Linked DNA regions of Drosophila melanogaster: region 1 is linked to region 2. The links are chromatin contacts, called in public Hi-C maps. All regions are on one chromosome and are shown on one strand. Each heading gives the region's core, a stretch centred on a gene start, on an enhancer-like site or on the middle of the called end of the contact. The rest is flanking DNA. Distances are from core to core; before and after follow the strand shown.

Region 1 (4,431 bases), core at 1,411-3,910, 6.8 Mb before region 2:
CCTCTCGTTTTTACACGAAAAACCGCAAAACTTTTCACGTAATCGCTGCAGCAGAGCTTTTGAACATAAAAAAAATATTAAAAACTTAACTCATCCGAGAGCAATCAATAAACCCAAAAAAAACAAATGAACGAAATAATATGTATAAATAAAACAACAGAAATCATTAAAAACACAAAAATCCATCCAAAGCAAACCCGGAACTTGAGTTAATCGAATTTGTTGTCGATCAACAGCTGCGCTGCCAACGTCGCTGCCAGCAACACGCACACATGCACCACACACATACATACGTATGTATATACAAACAGTAAATGATCACGAGTGGTGTTATTGCTGTTGTTGCTGCTGCTTTTAATGATGCTGCTGCGATGACGCCAATTGTAACAAATAAATACGAAGAGAAGGGACAAAAAGAGAAGGTGCACAGCGTAAGGGAGCGGATCGAGAGGGAGAAAGAGCGGGTGGGAGAGAGTGATATGCAAGGATGCCCCGCCCCCTTCTCCAATACACTTATCACAAATCCTTATCAGAGAATTATTTAGTCCACTTTATAGTCTGTCGCTTATTTTCATTTTTCACCACCATCACACACACACACTCTCTATTTGTTGCTGTTTTTTGTGAGTTGACAAACCGAAAGTATAATTATGAATCAGCTTTATAATGGGGAATAACAAACAACAAATACAAGTGTAACAAAACGGAAATATAACGAAGTGAAAAATGGAAAACAAGTTATCGAAATTAAGCAAACGATGCACATATTGCCTTTAACAATGCGACACAAATGCGGCGCAAAATGCAACTGCCGAAATGAATAAACCAAAAAAAAACATGTGGTTTAGGCATGTTTTAAGTTGACTGGAAAATATTTTAAGTTTTCTTTTCACTCAATCTATATGGAGCTTCTCTAATTTTGCTTACCAAGTGCTTGACTTTTTTTTTTAGTGAATTAGCAATTTGAGTTTTACTAAATTTCTTGGAAGCCCAAATACCAAGACAAAAATGCATATGCGCACATCTGCATGCAATATAAAAACAACATAAGAGACCTATTGAATTAGTTTTGTAAATTAGTCATGGCATATTTATTCAATTTCATTCATAACTCTGGGTAAAACCACATCTTGAAAAATAACACTTTAAACAATACCGAATTTTGAGAAAAAAAAAACACAAGAACAAGAATATAATGACCGAACAGTTAAAAACGGAGGAAAACGTAGTTTTTGAGAATTTTGGGAAACTTACCGTTACGTATTTGGATATATCGCCACGCTCGAAGTAGTGCGAATCATCCTGCTCTCTTGATTTCTGCAGAATATCAGCAGACATTTTGTTGATTGGTTTTGAACAGATTGTTAACTTGATTTAGCCGTTGTTGTTTATTTGTTGTATTTTCCACTGGACAAGACAGAAAAAATGTGCGAATTTTTTCGTTTTGTTTTTCTTTTCTATATATCTTTATTTCGTTGCTTTTTCTTTTGTGTTTGATTTGTATTTGCTTTGCACTTGAATATTGAGTTATGTATGTTGTTGTTATTCGTTCCGCGAATATTGCATTGCAACAATAAAAAAAAATCAGCTAAAAGAGTGAAGAGAGCGTTTGATTAGCGACGAATAATGGAAGTGAGAGAGCGATGCACGAGGGCAGAAGAGAGAAGGGCAAAGAGCAAGGGAACAAAAATTTCACGTGCTTGTCGTTCGTATGCGTATGCGTATGGGAGTGTGTTCGTAAGGATATTTTCCAGGCACATGTGCAAAGGAAAGAAGAACCAAAGGCTGATATTCTTCGCTTTGCTTTGTCCCTTTTTTGATATACACATGTGTGTGTTTGTTAAACAGCCGATGTCTGTTTTATTTACGTGTGTGCGTTGTTTGCTTTGCTTTTATCGTCTTCGTTCGCGTTCTCGAAAAGCGAAAAGATAAGCTTGCGCTTCGTCCCTTCCTTTCCGTCCTTCCTTTCCTCCTTCTCTCACTCTATCTCCCTATGTGTGCCTAAGTGTTGCGTGTGTGTGTGCGATCTCTAGTGGTGGTCGTATATCACTTGCGTCTGTGTGTTTGTAATTCTTATATTATTGCTGCGACAGCGAACTCAAAATCATCAAAAAAAAAAACATAACACAAAAATCAAATAAAAGGGCAGCAATTTCTGTCGTTTATGATTTTTCCCTGTTGCTTCGCATGCTCCTTGTGCGCGCGGTTCTTCTTGTTCCCAAAGTCCTTGGGATTGCACACATGCGCGCATGTAAATTAATCGAATGCTTGCTTATGCTTATTTGAACATGATTCAAGAAATTCTCGTTGCGCCTTTTATATTCATTTACTCTTACTTTACACCTTTTAAAAACAACGACAACAGTGGACCATTTCTTACTTTACTATACAGTTAACTGTTGTATATTGATGAACAACCAATTCGAATTTTTCCGGCACTTGCAAAAAAAAATAAACCACGAAAAGGATGAAAGGGAATGTAAGTTGACCACTCGATTTGGATCGCACAAACACCACAAGATACACGAGAAACAAGCACACAATTTTAATTTGGCTATCGAATCGCTTATTACTTTGAATACGGGCGCAGAGGTCCTGTCGCTCTTCGCTCGTTCGCAAAAAAACACAACAAAATAGACGCAGCACGTCCGTCAGACAACCAGCCAGATCGGAATCGAACCTTACACTCGCACAAAAATGTCGAATCGCCGTTTTTTCGATTCGGTTGCCCGGCAGTGTGACCAGCCGCGAGTCAGCCGAAAAATGCCCACGTCATATATGCTTTTTGGTGAACGGCATTTGGCCTCCCGTTAGGCGCTCTTTTGTCAGAGCGTTTGAGTCTAAGATATGTAAATGGTTATTCTGTAGTCGGTTAGTTTTTACCTAGCTAAAAGAAAAAATGCTTCAAACTTGAAATGAAAGTTTTTTCATATAATACCTTTAAATCAAGTAGCATAGTCGATAGTAAATCAAGTAACATTAATCGAGCCAACTCGCTTGCTAGTGGTGCCACCTGTGCAAACTCGACTGGTAGAGGTGCCACCTGTACCTACTCGCTTGCCAGTGGTGCCACTGGATTGCCTTTAAATTTTCGAAGTTATTGGCAGCGCTGTCCCAATTTCTACTATTTTTAAAACATTATTGAAGCGCATAATTGCACTAGTTAGGCAACTTTAAGTTGTTAAAGATATATTTCCAGTCACTTCAGCTCCACGGGTGGCAAAGTCAAACTATGTGGCAGCCATCTAAATCGCAGTATCAAAACAAGCGCCATAGTTTAAATTTCATTTGTATTTTTCCCCATGTTAGCTTTTTAGGAATGTAATGATAAAATAATGACAATGTTCTCAGGAGTTATCCTGCAATAAGTTATTTATAAATGTAAAATTATAAATAGCAAATGTTTTAAGATCTCTTGTCAAACTAAAGAGACGAATTGATAAATGTTGCGCTTCGTTTTTGCTCTTTTACTATTCAATCAGAACTTTAAATGTTCTTATCAGCAATTGCACTGCAATTGGTGTTTTCCAATCAGCGCCTTCTGCTTGCAAACGGGGTGCTGATTGGAATGGGTCAGTAGTGCAGTGGACATCCCATAAAGTTAATAAATAATAAAAAGCACATTCTCACACACAGACGGACCGCGTACGTGTCATTGGTCAACAATGACGAATAAACAAAGAAATTAAGAGGGTCTAATAAATAAATGTATTTCACAGTCGGGTTGCAAAAGACGTCAGCTGCTAAATTCGTTTTGGATCTTAAGAAAGACCACCTGAAAGTGAAAAAACATTACGAATCGATTTTTGGAGGCATTATGGAAAATACTTTAAAGAAAGATGATTAACGCTGCGCCCCCCTGTACCATCCATTACAGTATCGCAGATAACCATTCCATTAAATATAAACGTAATTTAAAATATTGACAACTTTCTCTACAAAGATTCTACGTTTTTTTTCTCATCTCTTCAGAATATTTTGCTAACTACCAGCTATGCAATCTACTAGATGATATCAATAGTAGCAGTACAAATTTAAATAAACAAACCATAAACCATAAACCATAAACCATAAACCAATGTGACAATGAAATGTTTTTATGTCACGTTCAAGTTTTCATAACTAAAATGCATTATTAATGACTGAACGCAAGATCTGAAAAACACAGGCATTTTTTTGTGATTAATTTAAATATATAAAAGCATCTTTAATTTCAACTAAATTTTAATTTCAGCTGAAACGAATACAACTTTAGATACAAAGCACTTATGGGGGAAATTAAATGTTGGGGCTCAAATAAAACGTATGCATATATATATATATATGAATATACAATTTTTATGTAAATTTAATATAGTATAATAAAAAAACTAATTACATGCTACAATTTTAAAAAAGATTATTAACCAATAGAGCTAATCGCTAATAAAC
Region 2 (4,200 bases), core at 363-2,862:
GAACCTGATCTAGTTTTACAGATTATAATATGCATATACTGTATGTATGTACATTTATGGATGATCTGGTGTTTTAGGGCGTGGGAAAAAAAGAAAGTGTTGGCGAATTGATTTGCAATTCGTAATTTGGCATATCTTTGGGTGAAATCGTGACACGCCCACATCAGCGAGCTTGGCTTTAAACACTATATTAGATCCTAACATTTGAGTTGGGGCTATTGAATTGCTTTGGTTTTTATAATTTCGTATAATTTGTATGTATATATCCTGAAATCTGCAGTTGTAATCCTGATTCTTGAGTTATGGTATTTGAAACCCTGGTTTTGTTAATTTTGATGTCTTTCGACCTATTGGTATTTTGATTGACAATTTAGGGCCAAACTTGGGTATTTTTGGAGTTTTGGTCAATACAATAACTCTTTAGCTCGTGGCTAGTATTTTTTGATCACTTTCAGCACTGGCACATAAAAAAATGTTTTGTTTACAAAAAAAATCACACATTTTCCGCGGCTTTTCTCGATTATTGCTTTTTCTTGGTGGGAGTGGTTCGATGGTGTTTTGTTGTTGGGAAGGGGAAAGCTACTTACATTTGGTGTGTTTTATTAAAATTAATTAAATAAATATAAATTAAGTCTTTCGGTTTGGTGTCTCTGGATTAGACGACTGCTGGCTGATGGAGCGGCTTTGTGTCGGGAGGAGTATCCACACAGCACAAGAACTCAAACGGTAGTGATATGAAAACTGGTCCCGCAGCCCGTTTTATAAAGCCCGCTTAGCGCTAAAACCTTATCAGCCGCAATGCTCTCCGCTCTCAAGTCGCGTTCAAAACTTTTACCATATATGGGTATGAATTGTTCGCCGATTGGGTTTTCATTTACGGAGAATTTCCTCCGCAACTGGGTGTTCGTGCTTGTGTGTGTCTTGTATATCGCCATGAAGAGTGTACTTCCATGGGTCCTATCAGTTGCGGCATGTGATTCAATTTGGGGGTTACTCATATTCGATACTTCAGCTGGTTATCTTTATGCTGTGATGGTCACGGTGCTTTTACACATTTTTTCCCCAACTACTCATTGTATGCCAAAACATACATATGTACATGTGTTTATAGTGGGTTTATTAGTAATGTCCAGCGATATTAAAACATTACAGTTAAATAATATTCATATTAGCTTACGTTTACTGCTATCTGCACTTCAAATTGGTTATTCCAGGGACATTTTGTGCAACACACATCTTCTAGTAGGGCATTCACTAGTCGTAGAAAACACACCTAACTTAAGCCGGTTTTAACAATAACGGCGAAACAGCTGCCAGACGAGAGAAAAGTACACAGCAAGAAGCATTTCTATAATGATGCCGTCCTAAATATGCAGCATTTTTGCTCAAATTGATCATTTCGTTGCATCGCTCAGGTGGTATAGTATTTGGCTATTGAATGTGATTGCTATCTTAATAGTTTTGAATAGTAATAGTGCAAATATTCATTCATAAAAAATAGGTAATCGATTTTTTCAGTGCAGTCTATGCGTTTGCGCAACAGAGACGAAGAGAGAGACGCCTCACACACAAGCACATGCGGTCTAAGCTGCTCTCCCTCTTTTTCTCTCTCTCTCTGGCTTGCGGCAGTTTTCCAGAGGCTGTGACTCAGTAAGCATTTCTTGTTGTTACCCTAACGATAAGCGTCCGATTCCTAATTCTCTTTCAAATAATTTGTTTTATTTTTTTTTTTGTGTGTTTTGAAGTCAAACAGCTTCATAAACAATATTAAATATCGCAATTGTTATTGCAAATGCATTCGTATCAGGCGCCTTGATGTTTTTCGCCAAAACTTCGTCTGCTCTTTGTCAGCGTAATTGCGTTTGCCGGTCGTGCCGTCTTGCTCGCACGCGGCTTGCAAACAAAAAGTGAAAGAGGGAAAGCCACCTGTGTTGTTGCTTTTGTTGCTATCGTTGGCTGCACACACATGGCAATAAGTAACCATATTGTAGACTTATTTATTTTAGCGTTTTCGTTGACTAATCTTTGTTTAAATAATTGCCTATTTCGAGCCAAAATGACGCATAAAAGGAAACGGCAACATGCGGTGCGTTGAGCATGCGTAAGCGAGATGGCGCTAGAGAGAGCGCAGCATAAAAAGAAAAAAACAACCGGCGAGTGGCGAGACACGAATAATACACACACGCACACATGGTCAAAGGAGTGGCTCCAACGTCGGTGACGTCGCGCCCAGCCACAGACCCCGCCACGCCCCGCCCCACCCTTCCTTCCGCTGCCCCGCACCCCTTTCCTTCCACTACCGTTTTGCCGCATTTGGTATTGCCATCTCGCTTTTTTGGCTTTACTTTGCTTTTTGAATAAGCCAAGAAACTGAAATCAAAGCGGACAGTCCGAAAATTGAATATTCCAAAAAACAACAATTGCACATGCACTGCGTTCGGCAAAAGACGCAGAAATTCAAGCCTTTTGGTCTGGCATCATCTTAAAATATCATCAGTATCATCATTGCCATTATAAATACATAAGAAAATGAGAATACATTAAAGGTATTTATTTTACAAACGCTTTACTTTATAAAAATACAACTATTATCGGAAAGCAATGCAAAATATGCCACTTAATTCCAGTTCTTTGTCATAGTCAACATATTTTGCAACAAAATTATCTATAGATAACATGTTTTTGTAGAAAATTCCACTAACTGATTTTCGTATAAATACAAATTATTCTCATTCTTCAAAATACTCGCCGACGTCATCGCGAAATTCCTCAGCATTCTTCGACAAATGAAGAGAGACAGCGAGTGACACAATCTTATCTTGCCGACGAGTCTTTGAAAATGGCCCCGGGTAACGGTGAAAAACATATAGCCAAGAATGGAGCGATCGCCAGGCGATGGAAATTGGCTTCAAATTGCTCCGAATATGGCCAGTTGGTCAGTTGGCATTGGATTGTGGAGAGATACTAGATCAGCTCGTTCTCCTTCTCCTCCGCATTCTCCTACTCCGCCCGAAGACGCTTCTTTGATCGCTTCTTTCTCGAATGTGTACATATTCATTATGTATTTGGTGTTTGGCGACGATCAGCCAGCTTTAATGGCCATAAAACGTGTCTTGGTTTGTGGGCCACATAACAGGCAGCGAGATCTGGAAAAATGATGTGACAGTGGAAATGAGAAGTAGGTGCATCTGCAAAGATTTGATTCAGAGTTGATGCCATTCATGGAAAGAGTCATTTATGAATATGATTTTTTTTTAGAAGTATCATTTGTGTTTTTAGAATATAGAATTCTATGGAACATTCTTTGGAACAAAATCATAACCTTTTTTTTGGCTCTATTTGCTTCTCTCAAGTTCGTTGCTCGATCGTTTGTTTTTTGTTTTTTTTTTTTTTTGGCAAGGCGATGAAAAAACTCGCAGAAATTTCCCCGGGCCAATGGCTTCGGTTTTCGGCACTTTTAACCTTGCGCCACTGAATTCAAGAAAAAAAAGCTGTTTTTGAAGGGAAACAGTTCGAAAAAGCGCTGGAATCCGACGGAGGGACGGCGGTGAGGGGTATCGAAACTAGAAATACTGAAATGGCCAAAAACAGCGCGTTGATGTTGACTTTGAGACCGCTATTAAGCGAAAAGCAACAACATTTAGCCATGATCAACGACCTTTCTCCAAAAGTACGTAACTCGTCACGTTTTCTACGCTCACACACGTCAAGCGAAGTAAATGAAATAAACAAGTTGAGCGACTTGGGCCAAAGCCATTGTCAAGGTCATTGAATGTGAAAATTTTCGTAAATTTTTCGCATTTCATTTGGTTTTCTTCCATTTCCATTATTTTTCGTGCACGCACCGCCAGGGTTGCCACCCCACCCCTTTTCGCGTTATTTTTATAACTATGTACATACATATGTATGTATGTTTGTTTCACATTTCAACAGCTGGCATTGCAGTTAACCGCTTTTGGCTATCTTCAAGTTGCAAATACATTTTCACTCCAGCGTTTTTGGCCATTTCGGCATCGCAACGCAATTGGAAAAATTAAATACAGCCATTAATTGCTTGTCTTAATTAGTTTGCGTGCACAAACACGTTGGAAAAGTGCGGTGGTGGAAGGAAGGGAGGGAGGTAGGTAGAGGGGATGTACGTAAGTTTTGATCGTGCGTTTGCAGTCGGGGGAGTTAAGCACCCGAAAACCAAGGCCATGG

The links. A called contact is a pair of places that touch in the nucleus more often than the background predicts.
Region 1: a contact with region 2 is called in a Hi-C map of the Kc167 cell line, with 2.8 times the contacts expected there. The contact joins the promoter of lncRNA:CR33963 here to the promoter of lncRNA:CR45668 in region 2. A contact is called at or near these places in 3 of 107 Hi-C or Micro-C datasets (the Kc167 cell line and eye imaginal disc).

What each region holds. Positions count from the first base shown.
Region 1 is chrX:12,657,691-12,662,121 of dm6, reverse strand. It overlaps lncRNA:CR33963 (long non-coding RNA:CR33963), which reads right to left and starts at 2,660. Exons shown (of 1, transcript NR_002692.1): 1 at 1,490-2,660. It overlaps Tis11 (Tis11 zinc finger protein), which reads right to left and starts at 2,707. Exons shown (of 4, transcript NM_001272561.2): 1 at 2,574-2,707; 2 at 1,255-1,588. The coding sequence starts at 1,338. It overlaps CkIalpha (Casein kinase Ialpha), which reads right to left. Exons shown (of 4, transcript NM_078585.6): 4 at 4,288-4,431.
Region 2 is chrX:5,897,401-5,901,600 of dm6, reverse strand. It overlaps lncRNA:CR45668 (long non-coding RNA:CR45668), which reads left to right and starts at 1,612. Exons shown (of 3, transcript NR_123807.1): 1 at 1,612-2,546. It overlaps Act5C (Actin 5C), which reads right to left and starts at 740. Exons shown (of 2, transcript NM_001297986.1): 1 at 588-740.